Linked DNA regions of Mus musculus: region 2 is linked to region 1. A link is a contact called in public Hi-C data. All regions are on one chromosome and are shown on one strand. Each heading gives the region's core, a stretch centred on a gene start, on an enhancer-like site or on the middle of the called end of the contact. The rest is flanking DNA. Distances are from core to core; before and after follow the strand shown. Region 1 overlaps Gm30735 (a long non-coding RNA gene). Region 2 has its middle 3.3 kb from the start of Gm24851.

The links. A called contact is a pair of places that touch in the nucleus more often than the background predicts.
Region 2: a contact with region 1 is called in a Hi-C map of cortical neurons, with 2.7 times the contacts expected there. The contact joins two enhancer-like sites. A contact is called at or near these places in 3 of 39 promoter capture datasets (embryonic stem cells, hippocampal neurons and pre-B cells), 1 of 15 datasets of contacts at CTCF or cohesin (pro-B cells), 9 of 484 Hi-C or Micro-C datasets (the AtT-20 cell line, cerebral cortex, cortical neurons and 4 more) and 2 of 9 other capture datasets (embryonic stem cells and liver).

The regions. Positions count from the first base shown.
Region 1 is chr3:53,733,444-53,738,542 of GRCm38.p6, forward strand. It overlaps Gm30735 (a long non-coding RNA gene), which reads left to right. Exons shown (of 5, transcript XR_867291.2): 5 at 1-4,323. Among named protein-coding and RNA genes, the nearest start is that of Gm30735, 33 kb to the left of the region's middle. Within about 2 kb of position 1,933, at least 9 of the 459 cell types and tissues checked have an H3K27ac peak or open chromatin away from gene starts, as enhancers often do. A contact at or near this core is called in cortical neurons, where this site is marked.
Region 2 is chr3:53,844,154-53,849,252 of GRCm38.p6, forward strand. No RefSeq gene overlaps it. Among named protein-coding and RNA genes, the nearest start is that of Gm24851, 3.3 kb to the left of the region's middle. Within about 2 kb of position 2,363, at least 8 of the 459 cell types and tissues checked have an H3K27ac peak or open chromatin away from gene starts, as enhancers often do. A contact at or near this core is called in cortical neurons, where this site is marked.

The DNA of each region.
Region 1 (5,099 bases), core at 683-3,182:
CAACTTGACGCTGTCTGGCATGAACTACAATCCAGAAATGGAGGGCACACCTCTGATCCAGATCTTGAGTCGGGGAGAAAACACACCTTTGATCTGGATCTTGAGGCGGGAAGACACCAAGTTTGTGATCTAAATCTTGAGGTGAGATGACGCACACCTTTAATCCAGCCAGATCTTCAGGCACGGCTTTAATGTGGGCCAAATCTTCTGCAGGAGGCCTACATAAGGGCAATGAAGAAGGAAGGGTTTGCTTTTCTTTGCCTGCTTGCATTCCCTTTGCCAGCATATCCATTGGGGACCACTTCTTCAGGATCCCAGCTTATCCTGAAGACCAGCCGAGACAATCAGCCTTGTGGGGCTGAGCAACTACCAGATGCTTGGACTTTCCATTCTCAGCGGCCCATTGGTATATATGGATTCATTCCATAAATTCTGTGACTCTAGAGAACCCTGACTAATACAGAAGAATGTCCTAGAGCAATTGCTTCATGCTTAGTACTCACAACAGAAGGCTGCAGGTCGGAAGCCAACTTACACACACACACACACACACACACACACACACACACACACAACACACACACGCCGCCCCCTCTCCCCCCGGGTGTGCAGGATGAATGTTCTCGAGAATCAGTTCTTATAGCACAGATAGCAGAAGAAGCTGGCAATCTCTCGAACCAGAGGAAGAATCATGCCCAGAGTTGTGAACAACTGTTCCTGTAGCCTAGACACAGAGTACCGTAGAGAACGAGTTTGAGTGCCACAGCTCTGCAGTACCTTGTTTGGGCCCCCGGGCGGGACAAAGCTTTTGCTTAATCCTTAGGTGAGGTGACAGACTGGTAGCCATGATTGATCAAAAGTTGGCTGCTTGACTAGTGGAAACCTAGCTAACTAAATTGGGTTTTGGTTACAAACACATGAAGTTGTGTTGAAGTTGACTAGCCAGGACTGAAAATACAGATGCATTCCCAGGCTAATGTTAATCTCACACTGTTGAGAAAGACGCATCTCCTATTCGGGCTTCGCTATTTGCATCTGAGGCTGTAGTAGGACACATTATCTTTGGAGTTACTGATATTTCTGAGTCCATTTTTGGATCCTGATCTAGTGGAGAATGGCATCCGTGTCCTTGTCTGAACTCTGCTTGCTCAATCAGTTGTCACTGCCATTACATTCTGGGCCCTGATGGGTAATAGGTAATTCTGGATTCCTCCCTGCCTTTTATGGTTAGGAGAAACTGAGAGCACTCTTGTAAGCTTTGTGAAATGCAATGCCAGCATGCACTAGCAGTCTGACTGGTACATTAAAGAAAGACATGGTGTCCATCCCAGGAACCTTTGGGAATCATTGGATACTTGCAAAAAGAGTCACCATGTCAGGGTAGAAGGAATAGAGACAGTGACGATAGGAGACTTATTACTACAAACTTGGAATACCTATTTACAATGCATCTCCAATGATTCCAGAAGGTTCCGATGACGAGGTCAGATCCCCAGGAGTTAGAGTTACAGATGTCCATCTGTAACAGCCATAGAGCTGTCCATCCCGTGTTCAGGGAACTGAACTTGTGTCTTCCAGAAGAGCAGCGAGTGCTCTTCACTGCTGAGCTATGTCCCCTATTCCCTTCATCTGCTCTATTTAAACTGGTGATCTCAGCACTTTGAATGACACCTATCAGGTAGCTGTTGAGTTACAAGGGGACGGCTATCGGTGTGAAAAAGGTGACTTTCTCTCTATGGTGACATCATGACAGCCGCTGAGATGCCCCCTACACCACCTCTCCCCACACCCCCATCACTGTCACCCACATACTGGAACCTGAGGTTAGGAAATGATTTTTCCTCTTTGCCTGGCATCCCACCCCAGTTCTCTCTCCTGGAGCATTGCCCCCTGAATTCCTTTCTCCCACCAGATGGCACTATGTCTTCAGTATTCAGAGCTACAGGTTTATTGAAATGAGGCTTCTTTGTTCTCCCTGCTACTCGAACCTTAACGAATGGGTTTAAAGACCTATTCCAGGCTAACATCATGAATACCTTTTTTTTTTTTTTTAAATGGCAGGCAGCCTAGCTATATGAAAGTTCGTGAAATATTTATAAAAGCCAACTAAAAAGGCAATAAAGACATTGATTTCTACAGCCAAAGCTGAGATTTTGATGTCACTGACAATCAATGTTAAGATGTTACCACTGGGCCCTTAATGCAAAAACTAAAAGAGATAAAGGAATGATAAACCAGGCTGGATGTGGCATGCATATGCATATGCATATGCATATGCATATACATATACATATACATATACATATACACATACACATACACATACACATACACATACACATACACATACACATACCCATACCCATACACATACATGTACCCATACACGTATACACACACACACACACACACACACACATACACACACACACATACATACATACACATATACACATACACATATGTATAACATACTATATCGTTTACATGGTCTCATCTATCAGGAAAACTTACAGAATTCAGGTTTGATGAAGAGCTTTGGGTGTTGCGCTCTGGGGTCTTCTGGCCACTGGTACCTCTGAGGTAGCCTGAAGTTCATGGAAGGAAAAGTCTGATTATTTCCCTCCCATAAGGACAGGGTCATTAGGTGTGGGCTTGAGGGTTTAGCTCCGGGTTTGTGCAGGCAAAGGGAACAGAGAAGTCACACACACACAATCATCCCCTCAGCTGACATGGAACTATAAGCAGCCTGGGCAACACACTTTCTAAGTCTACTTACTATTCTTCCAAAGTAGCTGCGAAGGCTCCTAGTTTCACAACATACCCCACAACCAGCAGCCTGGGAAGCTCTGAGGAGGTTTATATATATCTAACCTAGAGGCGTCTTGTTCAGTCATAAAACAATGTCTTGTCTGTAATTTTACTATTATTCCCAGGAAATCAGACCCTTAGATGGACAGGCTGAATGCTTCACAGATCTGATGGCTTCCCTCCGTGCATTCTCTCTTCTTATGAGTACATTAAATAATATTAATATATTTTTAGTAAGTGACTTTCTTGGAGAAATACTTCAGAGTTTGTTTTTTTTTTTCCTACTAATAAGACTTCCAGATAAACACATTACAAACCAACCTATGAATCAAATTCTTGATGGTAGCTATTTCCTCTTAACTTTGTTTAAATTTATCTCATACGGTACCCTTTGCAGCACTGCTAAATTCTTATATTATCTTAAAGAGGAGAAACATCAGTAAATTAAAAACACATTTTTTTTGTGAGTGGATTAATATGAACTGTCATCCATGTGAAAAGCAGTGCATAGCTATTGTGTAAAAACAAACATTTCCAATTTCTCCCTCTCAGAGTAATGCTAATGGCGTCATGCTGGTGGGCAGCGCTCTCTCTCTCTCTCTCTCTCTCTCTCTGAGATAATTGTCTAACTCACACATAACCCCTGATTCTTCTATGTGATCACTTGGTATTAGACTCCTATTAGGGACAATTAACAGGCACAGACTTAAGGGAAGTGAAAACAGATATAAAGAAAGCACATGGCAGAGACGGAGTACGGGGTAGAGATAAGAACTTGTGATCGCTGAGAGCAACAGGAGTCACAGACAGCACCCTCGTGTCTCGGCTTTGACCATGGGCCCTTCACTGATTACCAGAGAGGAAGGTTCAACTCCCAACCGTTTTCCTGACCAGCTGCCTACTATTTTGAGAAAAGCATGCTTATTTAGATCCCAGAACACACTGGTGGAATATGTCTTCTAAGGAAAATCCTAGAATTATGAATAACATGTTAAATGAATGAACACGTGGATCTATTTGCTCTTTTGGGTGTTCGTGTAAACCAGAGATGGAAGATAAGATCCTATGAACTTTGAGCCTTGAAAAGACAAAACTAATCGATTGTCCAGCTGTGCTTTGAGTGCCTCCAAGACTGTAGCACACAGACAGCTCTTATCCAGAACACATTAATCCAACTCAGTCCCCAGAGCTCAGACTTGGTGTCTCTGTCTGCATTTGCCTAATCTAAATATCTGAGTTGTTTCATGCTTTGAGCCTGTGTTATATATATCCAGACACCGATATACATACATATTTATCTATGTTTACCTTCAATGTTTATACCTGGTACAGTTCTTTGTATAAACATGCAACTGTCTGTATACATACGAAAATACAAAATATTAATTATTGGTATGCTCTTTAATGATGTTATAATGATCTTGATTTAATATTTCATATTTACTGTTTTTCAGTAACACATTTTATTTGGAGTCAGAAAAATGATATTACTATAAAATCCTAAATATCAAATAATTTGAAATTGTGTGTGTTCCTTGAGAAAGATTAATACCAGTATTTTTCTGAAGTGTTAACCAGTTTGGTAGAATCATTTTGTGTGTGTGTGTCAATCTGTCTTTTCTCTCTATAAAAATTATCATATGTTAGCTTACTAATCAGTGCCTGGTAAATTGGTAAGATTATCAAGTAGGCCATCACAGAAGACCGAATAAAGGGACGCTGCATGTCAAGGGGCGGGTGGGGGGGGTCACACGTTTGTCTTTCTTTCATTTTCTTCTGAGTTACAATATGGAACAGCCACAGAGGCTGTTCCAGCAATCACAATCACACTGAACCCAAATTCAGCCTGGGGCTACCCTGAGCAAGGACGTTAATACTGAGAGCATTGGGTGGATAGATGCATATCTCTTCTAAGAATACTGAATTTCACGGTGACATTTTCAGGAGAGCACCTGTCTGTGATCTCCTGTGGACCCCCCCTCCAAGCCCTGTCCCTCCAAGTCCCCACCCCCTCTCCCCAACCCTGCCCCCCTTCCTCATGTTTCCCAGGTCACCTTGTTTCCCAGGTTCCACAGTGGAAACACCCATACTTGTCTTAAAACCCCAGCTTTGGATGGCACAATGGAGCGGCTTTGTTGGCCCCAATCTGACCACCACCAGACTTATTCCACAGACTATAGACATGTGGGAATTCTACCAACAGCCCTGCTCGTGGGGCTGTCTCTTTGTTACAAGTTTTAGATCGCATCCTGTCTGGGTTACTTTATCTAATCATTGAAACGCTTTAA
Region 2 (5,099 bases), core at 1,113-3,612, 110 kb after region 1:
AAAAGGCAACTATAGCAAGATATTAAACACTTTGCTCGTTTTCTGCTTCTTCGTTTACTTTTTAAAAAATGTAGCCAGTAACTATAACATCAACACATTACAGTTTGAAACTGAAATATCTATCACTTGGGAGAATCAAAGTAAAAAACACATTCTTCCTTTTTTTTTTGTTTTTGTTTTTGTTTTTGTTTTTTGGCAGTTATTTTACTTACAACAAAGCAACTAAGGGAGAAAGCCACTCTCAGAGAAGTGGGTTGAAGGGTGGGTGTGGAGGTTGTTGTAAAAGCCTTAGATGATGTGAGATCTGTCAAAGACTTGAAATATTGGAATCTGTTCAGGAAATCGAAAGAAGAAGGAGAAGATGTGGCCTTTTCCTGCTGGATAAATATTTAGAGGGAATGCATTAAACATTCACTGTCTCTGAAATCTTAATATATTCCCCATGACCTTTTTTTAATTCTGAGTTTGAATATTTGATATCAGCAACTCTTTTAAAACTAAAGGTCAAACACATACAGATGAGTTATACTCAATTTAACTTGAATATAAAAAATAAAGCTCATCCAGTTGGTAAATATTTAAAAGTAATACGCATTAACAAAATAAGCTAAATATTAAATATGCCACCTTATATTCTATTTTAATTTAATTTAACATCACATTATGGATATTATTCAGTATGGTTATCTTTTCTCTACTATACTTAGAGAACTGAATTTCTCCTGTCAAACATTTATGTTAGCCCATATTGATTTTCTTCTGGTTTTGGAAATAACACTACAATTTCAGTTTAGACATCTCTGACCACTTCCAGTGGGCATGAACCCCCACTGGAGCTGCTGGCTGAAAGAACATCTGATTTTACATAACACAGCTTAGCAGCCATGGTGAGGTAGTATGTCACGTTAGCCATCTCTGTCCTGTAAGGGAAGTACCAAGTACACACCTTTTTTCAACTGTCAGCATTATCTTCTAATTTTCTTCACTGTCGGTTGGATGAAGGATGGTTCCTCATTGAATTATTTTGTCTCTGGTGATTTAGTATTCTAGTTTCTCTCTCTCTCTCTCTTGCTCTCTCTCTCTCTCTCTCTCTCTCTCTATATATATATATATATATATATATATACATATATATGTTTTTTTCCATTTCTTTTGGGCTTGAATATGTTAGCCATCCAAATTCCATTGATATAAATATTCATCAATAAAGTGGTCTCCTTTTCTCATTAAATTGCAAGAGTGTTGCTAACACTGTAACTACCCATATTAAAAAAAAACATTTCCACCTAATTTGAGCAAAATAAGATGAGAATGATAGCTCAAAATTAATGTTATAAATTAGTACTGAGCGCTGGAGAGATGGCTCAGAGGTTAGAGCACTGGCTGCTTTTGCAGAGGATGGAGGCTCACTTCCCAGCACCCACATAGAGGTTCACAACCATCTGTAAGTCCAGTTCCAGGGAACCTGATGCCTTCTGGCTCTGTGTGCAATGCATACACATGTTCAACCAAGCCCAGGCAGAGAAACACACATACAGATAAAAAATAAATCTTTAAAAGTTTGGGATTGCTGGGCAGTGGTGGCGCACATCTTTTAATCCCAGCACTTGGGAGGCAGAGGCAGGTGGATTTCTGAATTTAAGGCCAGCCTGGTCTACAGAGTGAGTTCCAGGACAGCCATGGATACACAGAGAAATCCTGTCTCGAAAACAACAACAACAACAAACAAATAAACAAACAAAGAAAAAAGAAAAGAAAAGAAGAGAAAAGAAAAGAAATGTTTGGGATTGATATGACCACACACAGTTCAAGATACTGTGCCTGTTCCTGGGTGCAAGCATGGCACTGGATGGAAACCATGTGCCCTGGCCACACACAGTGCACCAAGGGAAACATGAAAATCAATAGCTAATCAATGCAACTGTGCCAAGCATAAGACATTTACCTGCTCTGTGGCTCCTCTGAGGAGGTGAGGAGATCCGTGATGTCACTGAATTTCTTGTTCATCTTTGCATACTCTGAACACATAGAACACACATGTACACATGCCCTCTGCTCTAGCATTCTTTTCTCCTGTCTCCAAAAGAGGCTGCTTGGCAGAAGATGGAGGCAGAGGGCCGTGCTGGCCTGCTGGAGCTGTCACATTGCCCATACATAGCATCTGAAATCTGTGTTCTGTTTGTTTGGCCTCCTGCCAGGCTAATGCATAGACACTGTGATGGTTTGAATATGCTTCGCCCAGGGAGTGGTGCCATTTGGAGGTGTGACCCTTTGGGAGTAGGTGTGGACTTGTTGAATGTGTCACAGTGAGCGTGACCTTTAAGACTCTCATCCTAGCTACCTGGAAGCCCGTCTTCTCCTAGCAGCCTTCAGATTGAGATGTAGAACTTTCAGCTCCCTTTGCATCATGCTTGCCTGGATGCTGCCTTGCTCCCACCTTGAACAGAACCTCTGAATATGTAAGCCAGCCCCAATTAAAATGTCCTTTATAAGAGTTACCTTGGTCATGGTGTCTATTCACAACAGTAAAATCCTTACTAAGACAGACATGCAGGCCAGGCTCAGCTGTTAGCTAACCATCCCACATTCCAGTGGCTTGTTTGGTTTATCCAAGACAGTGAAACAAGGACTGAGCCAGCAGGCAGATCAGAAACAATGAAAACAAATGCTCGTTTCAAACTAAATGAAAACTGGAAGTGTCTTCGTTAAATCAAAGTAAGAACAGAAAGTTAAAAATAAAATATTCATTTAATGTTCTGAAGTTTAAAAAACACGTACACTAGACAGAAGCACAGACACTTCTTTTCTAACACTGTCTGCTCTTTAAGGTCAGATTTTTTTTTTCCTTTCATACACACATAAAGTACCGATAGGGGTTACATGACACAAATAACAAAGGCAGCTGCATCTTTGCCCAGCACTTATCTGTGAAGGATGGTGCCACTGTGTTTGAGAATACAGAGTATGGGCTTAGCTGGCAGCCCGTTCCCTCACTAGTCATTCAGATGGGGGGATGCTTGCACGTTAGGAGGTGGGCAGTGTAGACTGCAGAGAACCATAGCAGGGATATGAATGGCCTACTTTGGACAACCACTATGATTATCGTTTGAATGTTAGTGCCTCTTCCACATTTTCTGGAGTGTAGTAGTGTTAAACAAAGCAAAACCATGTCTTTGATGGATAAATGAAAAGGGCGGAAATCTGGTACCTGAAGTTATTACCTTGGTAAAATAGGCTACACAGCGGGGTATAGTAGTGTAGGACTATGATGGCACCCCTTGCAAGGCCGAGTCATGAGGATTAGACCAACATTTCAACCCTTCAACCCCTCGGCTTTCTGCCACAGAAGGACACTCACAGCAAACCGCAGAACCTTCCAGAATGTAATCTGCTAGAATCTGGATGGGTTGTGGACTTACCAGCAAGCAGAACACTGAGGAGTATTTGTTGCTGGTCCTGAGAGACATCTCAGTGGGTAAAGATGCAAGACTGACATGAGCTTGACACCTACACCCCATCCAACACAAGAGCAAAGCTTGCACCAAAACCTTGAGTTTGGTCTTTGAGGTCTCCCTCCATTCTGTCCCCACCCCAGGTTGACACCTGGCACAAGGACAATGTTCTACTTCACTGTATTTTTAACTTTAAATGAACTCATCTAATTATCAAGTTTAGAGCTCAAGGAAGAATGTAATTTGCTCAGAGTGTCTGGAACAAATTACAGTTCCGAGCGAGGCTCCCTGAAGGACTCCGGTGGGACTGCTCCCAAGGGGCTTGTGAGAGTGCTTTATTCAGATCACGGGTAACAAAGTAGCACTGAGAGGCAATTACCTTGTGCCTGGGACCTCCAGACAGGAAGATAGTGATTATTTGGATAGGCAAGCTGGATCTTCATTTTATAAAGGCTTTTTTTTTTTTTTTTCTGCCCAAGCTTTTTTTTCTGCCCATATTTTCTCAAAAGAAAGCTTTTAGAGGCAGATTTTTTTTTTTGTTATGTCTTCTATTTTAAGATGTCTTTAACAAGTGGAGATGGACCTAAAATCGGCTCTGCTACTTCAGCTTTTCATTTACTACGAAGCCTCTATATACCCTAGAAGGTTCTTCCGGCTTACAGTTTGCTCCTTGGAGGATATTTTGGGTGCTTATGATGTTTTGTAATGAAGAGGCTGTTACTTGTTGGGTGGAGTCCTTGCACCTCTGCCGGGTGCTTTATGGTATGGAAAACAGTCCAGAGGAGTGTTTCATTTGAATGCTACAGCTCCGTATAAAAAGCACGAAGCTAAGATACCTCACAAGCGATCACAGCCTCTCACTTCCCGCTCTGTATTCATGGGTTCCGGTGTGCGGCAGGCAGTATCGCAGAGTAGGCGAAGGCAAGGAAGTAAGTAAGGGAGAAATCTGTGGACGAGAGTGACAAGGAGGGAGGGAAGAGCTTTCTGTATTCTCAGGACAGGCAACTTCCTGGGGGTATCACTGGGAAAAGCTGGCTGATGATCCACGAGTGCAAAGTGCCGTGTCGATGCAAGCTCGGAGTGTGATTTTGCTGCTGAGTAGCTGTGTAAACTTGGCAAAAATGTATGGAACTCAGAGATTGTTCTGATGATTAAATATGAATGGAAAACCTAACATAGAGTTTGGCACATTGCAAGAAGCCCATTAAGTATTAGTGTTCGTGTATAGTAGTTCTCTCAGGAAGAAACACACTGTGACCACCATTTTTAGGAGTCTTCATACTTCATACAGAATAGAAGGAGCGATGACCATACCAAAACAAACAAGCAAATAAATAAAGATTATTTAATAATCCAGAAATAAAGTCTTTAATCTATAATCTCATTATTCAATTTACTATCAACTGTAGGGATTTTAAGTTACTTTATAACAAGTTTAGAAAATAACCCTCTATCCAATGGTCTGAAAGGTTTTGTTTTGGTTTTTTAATCACCATTAGCATGATTTTCAAGTATGCTCTAAGTGTCAATTGCTAGGACCACAGATTTTCTTCTGCTCGGCCTGTTGTTATGTATTATATAAATTAATTTTTTTTAAATGTTGAATCATTCTTGTATAGAGAGAATAAAACCTGCCTGGTCACAGTA